Linked DNA regions of Mus musculus: all the other regions are linked to region 4. The links are chromatin contacts, called in public promoter capture Hi-C maps. All regions are on one chromosome and are shown on one strand. The core of a region is the stretch at or near the end of the contact, and the rest is flanking DNA. Distances in the headings are between cores, read along the strand shown.

Evidence for each region. Promoter capture Hi-C pulls out the DNA fragments that hold promoters and counts their contacts.
Region 1: a contact with region 4 is called in a promoter capture Hi-C map of neutrophils, with 5 times the contacts expected there. The contact joins the enhancer-like site here to the promoter of Xkr7 in region 4. A contact is called at or near these places in 11 of 39 promoter capture datasets (the 3T3-L1 cell line, the C10 cell line, the HPC-7 cell line and 5 more), 1 of 15 datasets of contacts at CTCF or cohesin (large pre-B cells), 1 of 115 datasets of contacts at active chromatin or transcription factors (large pre-B cells) and 2 of 9 other capture datasets (embryonic stem cells and liver).
Region 2: a promoter capture Hi-C map of pre-B cells shows a contact between it and region 4, with 6 times the contacts expected there. The contact joins the promoter of Nol4l here to the promoter of Xkr7 in region 4. A contact is called at or near these places in 14 of 39 promoter capture datasets (the 3T3-L1 cell line, the C10 cell line, the HPC-7 cell line and 7 more) and 3 of 484 Hi-C or Micro-C datasets (all in embryonic stem cells).
Region 3: a contact with region 4 is called in a promoter capture Hi-C map of pre-B cells, with 4 times the contacts expected there. The contact joins the promoter of Kif3b here to the promoter of Xkr7 in region 4. A contact is called at or near these places in 2 of 39 promoter capture datasets (pre-B cells and stem cell-derived epiblast-like cells) and 1 of 9 other capture datasets (pancreatic islet).

The regions. Positions count from the first base shown.
Region 1 is chr2:153,409,065-153,411,764 of GRCm38.p6, forward strand. It overlaps Nol4l (nucleolar protein 4-like), which reads right to left. Exons shown (of 11, transcript NM_001134300.2): 11 at 1-2,700. The coding sequence ends at 2,548. Among named protein-coding and RNA genes, the nearest start is that of Asxl1, 65 kb to the left of the region's middle. Within about 2 kb of position 1,312, at least 15 of the 459 cell types and tissues checked have an H3K27ac peak or open chromatin away from gene starts, as enhancers often do. A contact at or near this core is called in neutrophils, where this site is marked.
Region 2 is chr2:153,528,678-153,531,377 of GRCm38.p6, forward strand. It overlaps Nol4l (nucleolar protein 4-like), which reads right to left and starts at 1,294. Exons shown (of 11, transcript NM_001134300.2): 1 at 765-1,294. The coding sequence starts at 1,085.
Region 3 is chr2:153,290,049-153,292,748 of GRCm38.p6, forward strand. Kif3b (kinesin family member 3B) reads left to right here and starts at 1,368. Exons shown (of 9, transcript NM_008444.4): 1 at 1,368-1,456. It overlaps Gm39961 (a long non-coding RNA gene), which reads right to left and starts at 1,378. Exons shown (of 3, transcript XR_866869.2): 1 at 1,091-1,378.
Region 4 is chr2:153,030,519-153,033,218 of GRCm38.p6, forward strand. It overlaps Xkr7 (X-linked Kx blood group related 7), which reads left to right and starts at 1,334. Exons shown (of 3, transcript NM_001011732.1): 1 at 1,334-2,080. The coding sequence starts at 1,497.

The DNA of each region.
Region 1 (2,700 bases), core at 62-2,561, 380 kb after region 4:
GTGTGCCTGAGGCTTCCATCACACTGCAGTGGCTGCAGGACAAGGCTTTGGGAAGCTCCTCCTGGGAAAAGGCGGGCCACAGTCAGGAAGGGAGGCTTGACGCTGCATCTTTTAAAACAAAAGGAAAACAGAACAAGTTCCCTGACTTAACTAGGTAATGGAATCCTGTGTCCACACTGACTTGCTCCTGGTATGGCTGCTCTGAGGCTTTGGAGACCACTTCTCTGGGAAGAAGCCCAGGTCAGCATGCCAGCATCTACTACTGTCCTGCAGCCCCTCTGGAAACCATCAGCACTGGCATTGGTTTTATTTCTCTTGAAAGCAAAACACATGGAACCTATGCTCACACCGTACTCTAGGAGCAGGCTGCTAGTGGCTGGTCAAGACTGCTTGCAGTTAGAAAATACCACTTAGATATAGATTATGCTCGTCCTTACAGATGTGTCCTGTGGGGATAGAGGGAGGAGCCCCTGCCTAGTCTCTTCTATCTTCTTCCAAAAATGCAAGCCATTTGTGTCTAGCTTGGGTACTGCCTCTGGGAGCAGACAGAATGCGGTAAGCAATTGATAACAGAAATTCTAGGGTGGCGATTGTCTCTGCCAATTTTCAACATTTTCACAAATTGCCTGGAGTAACATTTTGCAAAAAGATCTACTGATTACTTTGTAGTATTCACACACAAAAATAAATATTTACACAAATTCAAACATCCAGGAGTCCTACTGAGCAGGTGGGGAACTGGGCACATGTTTGGCCAGCTGTGGGGAGGCCTGGGCACTGGAGTTTGTGCTGTATGAAGGGGCTCAGGTGTCCTGGCCCAGTCCAGAGGCCTGGTGAGCGGGCACATGAAGGCAGAGGTGGTGTGGCTGGGTAGGCATTGTAGGCCATGTGAAAGACCACATTTAACCCCAGTGTGGAAGTGTGCAGGGTGGGGAACCCTGCCTTACAGCCCTGAATCTGAACAGGTAGGGTATCTGCACTGGCACTGCTTGCCTACCTGTTTGAAGGGTAGTCTGTCAGGCTGCCACAAGCAGTCCCTGCCATAGACCAGTTTGGGAAGGGGCACTCGCTCTGGGACCAAGAGTGGCTCTTTGTGGTTAGCTTAGTGTCCACTCAGCCCTGGCTCCCTTGAGGCCTCCTAGCTCTGAGGGAAGAAAGGCAACAGGGCTTCTGCCATCTCTGGGCAGGGGCAGGCAGCAGAGTGCTGCTGTCATGGCTACGGAGTGTTGAGGGAGAGGCCCCCTGGCCTGCTGAGGTCTGGGTGAATCCCTGGTTTTAGCAGCACTGGTAGGTATTGCACAGAGCAAGAGGAAGTGCCTGTCAGGGAGGAAGGAAACCAGGTCAGCTTTTTCTTGTCCCTTGTCACACTCCAGGGACTAGGTTTCTTACAGGACAGGCCTTTCCAGAAGAAAGTTTGATCTTAGGAGAATGCAAGTAGTTCTGCACTTCCACCAACGATCTGATCCCTCTACTCCCATCGTGAGGTGAGGAGTGGAAACCATAATTCACCCTTGGGCACACAGATGCCTGGCCAAGAGAAGTGGCCCCTCAGCAGGTTACCTGGGGGCTGTGTGGGACCTGGACCAGCTCCAGACACACTATCCTGTCAAGCATCTCCAAGAGCCCAGGCTATGGCAAGCTGCTGGTTTTAAGGGCCAAGCCCCTCTGGGCTCTGGCTCCTGGACACTGGGTCTCATTTACCTCCCAGAAGATAGCTACATTGTGTGGGAGTTGGGGGAGACAGCCGTTCAGAACACACTTGGAGCACGTCCTGGAAAAGCCCACGCTGGAGTGTGAGGTAGAGTACAGGTGACCGTGTGACTGGGACTCTGTCGGATGGGATGGGTGGCTGCTTTTGTTTGTAGTGAGTGTTGGTGAGGTCCCTCTGTTTGGCAGTGTCCCTGTGGCAGCACTGGGATCTGCAACAAGACAGCCTAGTGGTGGAGTGTGGTGGCCTTCCCAAGGGTATGCTGGGCACTCGGGACAGTGAGCTGGCCCCCAACTCTGCTGGCCCCCAGCTCACATCAGTGTAGTGATATGGAATGTTAGGTACAGGGATCCATCCTTCTGATTAGACAGACACAGACTGGCAATCTGTACAAACACAAAAGAATCCATTTCAGAAAAATAAATTACTAAGGGGAGAGAAAGGGTCCACTTTTGCTCTTCTCAATAAATATGCAATTCTGCTCACCTAAGACTTGAAAGGTAATTATGGGGGGGGGGAGTTCTAACATCGTGGTCCACAAAGGTGATTCTAAATAGAGCTGTAGCCCCTGTGCCTTTTCAGGGGAACCTCAACCCTTTTAGAGCTGCCCCACTGGCCTCTTTCCAAGCAGGTCAGAGCACCCATGTGGTGAAATTAAAAAAAAAAAAAGAAAAGAAAAGTGTCCTTGTGCCCAAAGTCTCAGATGCTTGGAGTGCAGCTAGAAACAGCTCTTTTGGATCCCACCTCTTTCAGAAAACAGTGTACCAACTGGTGAGGCAGGAAGCTGGGTCCAGGCTGGGACAGCCTCCTGGCGTCGTGCACTCTGGGGGCCAGCAGGGTCAGTTCTGCTGTAAAATGAGGTTTTCCAGTTCATCTGCAGAACGCAGCAGGAAGGCTGCAGACTCTCGATAGCCTGCGATGAGCTGCCGCACAGCACTGATCTCCGTGGGGCTAAGCTGGGCTGTGGGCATGGTCCTGCTGGTGCTGTTGCT
Region 2 (2,700 bases), core at 44-2,543, 500 kb after region 4:
AACCGGGCCAGCCTGAGAGACGGGGGAGGGGAGGGGATGAATAGGTCATGCCGCCCCCGTCCCAGGGTGGGGGGAGCGCGGGGCCCGGGGGGCGGCGGGGACGCCCCACCCACCCTTGGGAGGCTGCTCCTGCGCCAGGCTGCGGCTCTGGCTGCCCCTCCCCGGGCCAGTGCCGGGTGGGGTCGGGGCGACAGTGCCAGGGCTAGCCCCCTCCCCTAGTGCGGGGAGGCCCAGTGGACTCCCCGTCCCGCCGCTGCCCCTGCCTCCCCACCCCCGCAGCACCACCCTACACACACACACATAGATACACGCGCGCGCGCACACACACACACACACACACACGCACACACACACCGCCCAGCCGGCCCGGGGGCGGGAGCGCGAGGCGCCCGGGACAGGCGGCCTCCGGGCGGGAGGGGGGGAGGCTGGAGCTCCGTAGCAGCCGCCTGCTGGCTGGGGGGAAAGGGGGAGGGGAGGGGACGAGAGGACAGAACACGCTGGGGTGAGCAGCCCGGGACAGCCCGCCCGTCACGGCCATGGCCCGATCAGCGGCGCAGAGGGGGCAGGGACGCCCCAAACCCCGAGCGCTGCCCGGGCGGGCCAGGGAGGGCTAGTGAGCAGGGACACGCACGCCCCGGGTGGGCTAGACACACGGACAACCCCAGAAACACACCATTCGGACACACATCCACACCCCCACCCCGCCCCCGCCCTCCCCAATCCCGGCCACGGGACTAGCCCGCGGCCGCCGCGCGCGCACTCACCGAGCCCGTCTTGACCGGCACATACACCACTTGGCCCATCTTGGGTTCCCGGCCGCTGCCCAGGCGGAAGCCCTTGGAGCGCACCCAGAACTGGAACTTGCCTTTCTCGCCCGCCGCCGGGCCGCTGCCCGCGCCGGTCCCGCCGCCACCCTGCAGGACCTCGGCGATCCGCTGGTATTTGCTGCGTGTCACTGTCTTGGTTTTAGCCGAGTCGCCGTAGGTGCGCAGGCACCAGTCCCGGAACTGGCGGCCCAGCTCCGAGTCCCCGGGGCTGCGCTCGCGCTCCCAGCCCCCGCGCAGCAGCAGCGTCGGCTTCGGCATCCTCCCGCCGCGCCCGGCGCCCTCGGGGGCGGGCCGGCCACCGGGCCGCCCGGTGCTGGAACTGGGCTGGGCTGGGCCGGGCTGGGCAGGGGCGCGCCGCGGCCCGGGCTGTCCCGCGGTGTGGCTCTGGCGCGGCTGCTGGATGGGCGCGGGCGGCGGCCGGACGCGCGGGGCTGCGGCGCGCTCTGTCCTGCTCGGGCGGCGGCGGCGGCGGCGGCGGCGTTGGCGGCGGCGGCTCCGACTCGCCTCCTGCTCCGCCTCCTCCTCCCCCCGGCCGGGATGCAGGAGAGATGGAGGCAGCTCCGGGCCCGGAGGTGCAGAGGGGGCGGGCCGCCCCGCGGGCGGCCAGGGGAGGCGGGAGGCGGGGAGCGGCCCCGGGCACGGGGAGCGAGACCGAGCCTGGGCGCGGGCGGCAGCGGTGGCTGTCAGCTTGCGCGGCTCATCCTGCTCCTGCTCTGGCTCCGGCTGGGGCTCCCGCTGCTGCTGCTCTTCCTCCTCCTCCTCCTCCTCCTCCCGCGCCCGCCTCCACCACGCCGCGGGATCCCACCTGTTAGAGCGGCGCAGGCTGCGCCGCCGCCCGCCCCCCTCCCTCCCGCGCCCGCGCGCCCAGCCCCGCCCGGCCCGGCCCCTGGGGGCGCGGGGGCTGCTGCACCCGCAGCGGCCGGGAGGGCAGCAGCGGCAGGCGCGCGGTACCCAGCTAGGGATCGTGTTCCATCCGGCTGGTTCGGCCCACAGCCTGGAAGGCCGCACTCTGTCGGGACGGGCTGACTGTCCCGCAGGCAGTAGGGCACAGATCATAGCCCAGACACTGGCGTCCCCAGCCTCCCCGATTGGGTCGTCTTAGCCGAGGTAGCCCAACCCTGGCGGTGTGGGACAGGCTCCTCTCCTCACTCCTGCAATTGGCCTGACCGCTCTGGTGTCAGTATGGGTGCCAGAATAGGAATGTTCCCCCGGGGGGGGGACCCCAAGCCACCACCCTTTGGACCCCCAAACTTTCTCTCCTTCCACCTCATCTGAATTCCCCCAAGATTGGCCGGCCTTGCCTTAGTGTAGGTGGGGGTGGGTAGCCCCAGGCCCTATAGAAGTCACCTTGTCCGGTGGCCTTCCTGGTGCCAACCTCACTGAGCCTCTGAAGACCTTGAACACACCCACAAACCCATTCTGAGAAGCCTGACCTTCCCGGATGCACCTTGGCCTAGAATCCCTTGGAGAATAAACTTAGTGATCTCACACCCCCTCCCACCTGAGCAGATCTGACCAGTGTAGAACTTCCTCCTCCCCTATGAATTATAAGCATAAATAAAGGTTCAAGTCAATCCTCGAAGATTTCTGCCTTCCTTTCTTATCAGGGCATAAGAAATTACTGCATTATCCTTTCTGCTGTCCCCTGGCGGCCACCCCCATGTCATCAGGCCACTCTTACAGACACATTATCACTCAAGAGTTGAGTCCCAGAACAGGATCATTTTCTGCCTAAGAACTCCAAGGTGCCCATACCCGAGTCATTGAGACAATTGTGTGCCAGGCCCTGGCAGCTGTGAAGCCATCCCCATCTTAGAGAAGGGGGCCTCGGGATTCGAGAGGTGGCCTGATCTACTCAAGGTCATGAGAAAGA
Region 3 (2,700 bases), core at 118-2,617, 260 kb after region 4:
AAACACAACAGCCCAGAATGGGAGAGGGTACAAAGAGCAACTAAAAGAACTAATGAAAATGAGAGAAAATTTTGGCAATTATTAGCCCTAGAAACTACCAAGAGATACAGAAGAGATGAAACATAAACACATATATTGCATTATGTTCTTGTAAACAACACATAATGTGTTTGTAACCAATACAGGTAAACTTTACTTTGCGTCAGTTTGGTAGGTATCTTTTTTTTTTCTTTGTGTGTAGCTCCAGCTCTCCTAGACTTGCTCTGTAGACCACATTGGCCTCCAACTCAGAGATCTGCCCACTCCTCCTTCCAGAGTGCTTTTTGCTTTGATGGAAGGGTAGCCGGACTCCAAAGATGCTATGCAGGGAGGATGACTTGATGTGATTCCGGTTTTCAAATTATTGTTCAGACTATCTAGTCGAGATGCCAACCATGCACTCCCAGCCCAGCTGGTTTGCATGTGCTGAAGTCAGAGGACAACCTAAGTTGTTTCTCTCCTGCCGGGTGGGTCCCTGGAATCTACCTCAAGCCGTCAAACGCGTTTACCCACTGAGCCATCAGAGGGTAGCATCTTTTCCCTACAATTATGTGTATTTATTTTTGATACTGAGGGACAGAGTCTCGCTGTGTAGTTCGGAACTTGCTCTGTACCCAAGCATGGTCTTGAGCTGTTCATCCTCCTGCCTCCATTTCCCGAGTGCTAGAACTATAGTCATGAGCCATCAAGCTCAACCAAAGTTTTTTGAGTTGATGGTAAGAATAGTGGGACTCCAAGGATGCCTTGCAGGGATGTGCTTCAGGTTTTAAATTATTATTCAGGTCACCTCGCCGGGAATGGATGGTCAGGCCTTATACTCTATTAACAGAGAACAAGAATTGCAGTCGAGTCTAAAGATGACAGGTGGCCTGGCCTTGCTTGTGGTGCTGTTCTTTAAAAAAGTGGAGAAAAGCAGGAATATATGAAAGGCAGACTGTGGGACTCGATGGCCAAATGAAAGTGACAGGCAGGACAGATTTTCCTTCATCCCTGGGTGGCCTTAATTGGGAGCCACTCAATACTAATCTGAGACCCAGATCAGAGAACTGACCTGAAAGAGCTTTCAGAAGGGGAGGATGAAAGCGCGTAGTGTGACCAAGATACTGGGCTCTGTTTCACAAACGGAGAAACTGAGGCACCCGAGACCAGAGGACCGAGTCCGGGTGCCTAGGAGGGTCAGAGTGTCCGCGCGCTGGGAACCTGGAAAACGCCGCTGCACTCCGGGTTCCGCCCCTCGGCGAGCTCCTCGCTTCGGAGGCCCAATAAAGTTATTGAAATTGACGCGGTTGCTAAGGAAGTGGGTCGCCGAGCCGGGTTGCTAAGGAAGTGAGCGCCGCGGTCTCTCCCCATCCGGGGCAGCTGGGAATGGCTGAGCCCCGGGTTCGCCGCCGCCGCCCGCTCTCGGCTGCGGCCGCAGGTGAGTTCGAGATGCTGGGGTCACCGCGGGGCGCCCAGCATTATCCCGATGTCGTTGCTCTGCGAGCCGCAGCATCCTTTGTCCGGCCTCTGTGGTATCTCTGACCACCCGGCTTTTTCTCGGGCGCGGCCGGTACGACCCCCCAGTCTCGGCCGCCCGTGCTCGCTCCTCACGGCCGGTCCGGGGCCACAGTCCCAGGCCCTGGCTGGAAAGGCAGCTCAGGAAGCAAGAACCTGAGGTCCGAGCCTCAGGGCGGTGCCTGGCTCGCTGTGTGACCTTGGACAAACCCCTTGCCTTCTCTGGCAGCAGCAGACCTGTCTGCCCATTGGGGTCTTGACACTTGCCGAGGAGACTTGTATATGAAAGGGCTCCAAGTGGGAAGAGGGTGAACGGCCAGGATACTCTATGTGGAGACCAAGAGAACTGTTTGAAGTCTGAGTGCTTGAGTTTGAGGCTGCATAGCGTGGCGTTGAGTCTTCTCATCTGTAAATCAGATCATGGGATTGCCCTTCGTGGGAAGCAGGGCGTCTGGAGTAGCTTGGGACATGATGCTTAAAAAAACAAAACAAAACATGTTAATTGCATATAACGGGTTTCATGATGACGTTTCATCCGTGTGTATAATTTATTTTATTCGTGCTCCCCTCCCACTGACCCTTTCCCTTCACTTTTTAGTCCCTTCTAATTCCATGCCCTAGCGCAGTTTACAAAAATTAGGTTCTTTTGAGGAGCATGGGCGTTTTGCCCGTGGCTACACTACAGAAGAAAATGCCTGCTACTCCCTCAATCACCAATAACTCATGTGAGGTGTTAGGTTTGGGGGTGTGGTGGTGGTGGGGACACAACACCTCAGGAATGGGTGGCTGTGTTGTGAGCCCCTCCCCCTAGCAACCGTTAACTGCCCATAAATCCTCGTGTAGGGGTGGGTCCTGTTGAGCCCCTCCCCCTCCACAAAACACGTGGTTAAGTACTACTTATCACTAATGGGATGGAGCCTTCCAAGAAGGGGAAGATGACTTGGAACCAGAAGGACTTAGGTGTGTAGCTTGCTAGTGCATATGGGTATTCTAGACACCCTGGCCATTCCCCACCCACAGTTTTACTTTGTAGTCTGCTCAGAGGGGGGAAGTTACTGACCTCTTAAAAGGTTCTGTACTTGTGCCATGCCTGTCACCCGGTATATTCATAACAAGAATAGGGGTATTTATCTCTTCTGAGAAGTGCTTAGAGCAACTTGATGCTTA
Region 4 (2,700 bases), core at 84-2,583:
TAACACCTCCCCTCTGCTTTTAGCTTTAGGCAACAGCTGGTACCCCAACCTCCCAAGCATCACTGAGACCAAAACGGTCCCTGGACACGAAAGGGAAGCCAGGCTGCAGGACAGCAGATGGCTGCTCCACCCAGCCCAGGGCAGCTGTCTCTTCTATCTTCCCTGTCACTCTGAGGCAGGGTGGTCCTTCCACCTCACTTCCTCCCCTCCTCACTCTTCCTCACTCCCTTGAGTTTTCAAAGCCTATTCGAGAGCCACGTTTGAATTTGTTTCTAACACTATGTGATTTTAAGCCACTAAATGTATCTTTTGACTCTATGTTTTCTCATCTATAGAATGGGCAGAACAATATAGACCATATAAATTGTGAGACTAAAATGATTAGCGATTCCTCATTGCTTAGAATAATGACAAAGAAATGGTTCAGTGTCCTAGGATATCCCATCCAAGCCAAGGTGTAGTTGTGTGGGAGTACTCAGGCACATGAGAGACCCCTAGCTCCTCTCATGGACTGTGTTTATAATGTTCCTCTGTTCTCTCCAGTTCCAGGCTGCTGCTTTGTGATCCCTGCTCCACTTTGGCTGCCAAGTCTTCTTGCTAAATCCTGACCTAGCCACCTAACTCCTCAGCTGACATTCTGCAGCAGGTGCCCCCGTTGTCACCTTCTGGCCCTTCAGGGTCCAATCCATCGGAAATCGCCAGTTTTATCGTTCTGCACCCCCACCCCCTCTTCCGGACATCCTAGAAAATGTGGCCTCCAGTGGTGATGGGAGTAGCTGTTTGCACTTGCTCTTTCCTTCCCAAGGGGTTCCCTCCCATCCCTTTCCTCTGCCTTGCCTAATCAGGCTAGTGGCCAGATGAACGCGGTTCCTAAAAGAAAGGTGATCGAGAGACCGAGAGACCGCAACTCAGAGAACCGCAGTTTCTCAGCTTGAAAAAGACAATGAGAAAAGAGATCTCTCAAGATCAAAGGAGGGGATGAAACAATAAGTGAACACGGGGGAACTAGGAAGTGGCGTTGGAAGGAGTGACTGCTAACGGGTTATGGCAGGTGCCCAAGCAGCTGCCCCCACCCCTGTCCTTTTATTCTCAGACCTCGGCCTCCCACCCTCCTGGGACATTGCAAGACCCAAACCACCGGAGGTACCACAGGAGATCAATGGAAAAGGAGAGGATAGGGCGGGGGCAGTCAAAGGGGGAGGCCAGAGGCAGAAAGCATGTGGTTGGGCCCCACGCCTCCGAGGAAGCCATGCGAGGGTGACCTGGGATGCTCTCCCCACCCCGGCCCCCTCCCTTCCCAGGGGGCGGCCCACATCCAGGCCGGAGCCCGGGCGGGGCGGCGCCGGCAAGGATGAATAATTGAGGTAGAGGGGAGGAGGAAGAGGAGCGGCGGAGGAAGAGCGGGAGGCGGGAGCCGCCCGCGCAGGGTCCTCCCCACTCCGCACCCCACCCGCTCCGCCGCCCGGAAGTCGCTCCCCGCCTCCTGCTCCGCCAACATGGCCGCGAAGTCGGATGGAGCGGCGGCCGTGGCCGGCCCGGGGCCCGAGGGGCCGGCGGGAGCAGATCGGGGCGGGGCGGGAGGGCGCGGGGAGGCTGCGGCGGGGATCGCGGGCCCGGGACCGGTGGAGGCGGGGTGCCCGGGGCCACGCTACGAGCTGCGGGACTGCTGCTGGGTGCTGTGCGCGCTGCTCGTGTTCTTCTCCGACGGCGCCACCGACCTGTGGCTGGCGGCCTCCTACTACCTGCAGGGTCAGAGCACCTACTTCGGCCTCACCCTGCTCTTCGTGCTGCTGCCCTCACTGGTCGTGCAGCTGCTCAGCTTCCGCTGGTTCGTCTACGACTACTCGGAGCCCGCGGGGACCCCGGGACCCGCCGTCAGCACCAAGGACAGCGACATAGTCGGAGCCGCCATCAGCACCAAGGACAGTGCTGTCGCCTTCCGGACCAAAGAAGGTAGCGCGGAGCTGGTCCCCCGGCCCGCACCATCCTCGGCCGGCACCTACCGCCGCCGCTGCTGCCGCCTCTGCGTCTGGCTACTGCAGACCCTCGTTCACCTCCTGCAACTCGGCCAGGTCTGGAGGTAGGAAAAGAGCAGGTGAAGGAAGCTTGAGTCTGGGAGTGGGATGCCGCCCCAGATCTGCTCTGGCCTTTCTAGCCCGCCCTGCTCCTGTCCTGACCCTCACCCCGACCCACTCCATTGCCGCTCTCATTTCTTTGCAGTCAGCTCCTCACCTCTGCAAAACTCTGTTGGAACCATAGCTTTGATCTGGCTAATGGGGCAAGATGGGGTCAGAGATTCTGAGTGATGTATGCAGAGAACAAGGGGACACTTGGAACAGGACCACAGCGATCCTTCCAGTCCTGACCCTTCCCCCATGTCCAGGTACCAAGCCTCGACTTAGGAAACCACTCAGAAGTCCTCCCTACCACTCACAGGCACTCAGTTTAGAATTGCAGCCCACCCCAACATCCTGGAAAAGGCAGCTAAATGACTATCCCGCCCAAACTTTCTGGTTTTGTAGAGAAAGGGCCTGGGGTGAACCCAATTCAGCACTGGTTAGCTCCTACTTCCTAAGGAGCTCCACAGTGCCGTCCCATCCCCCAAAAGGGACCAAGGAGATTTGGAATCTTGACTCTGACACTAGATGGCTACTGGCTGACCCTTAGTCTTCAGACCGGATGCTGAGGCTTCATTCAAAC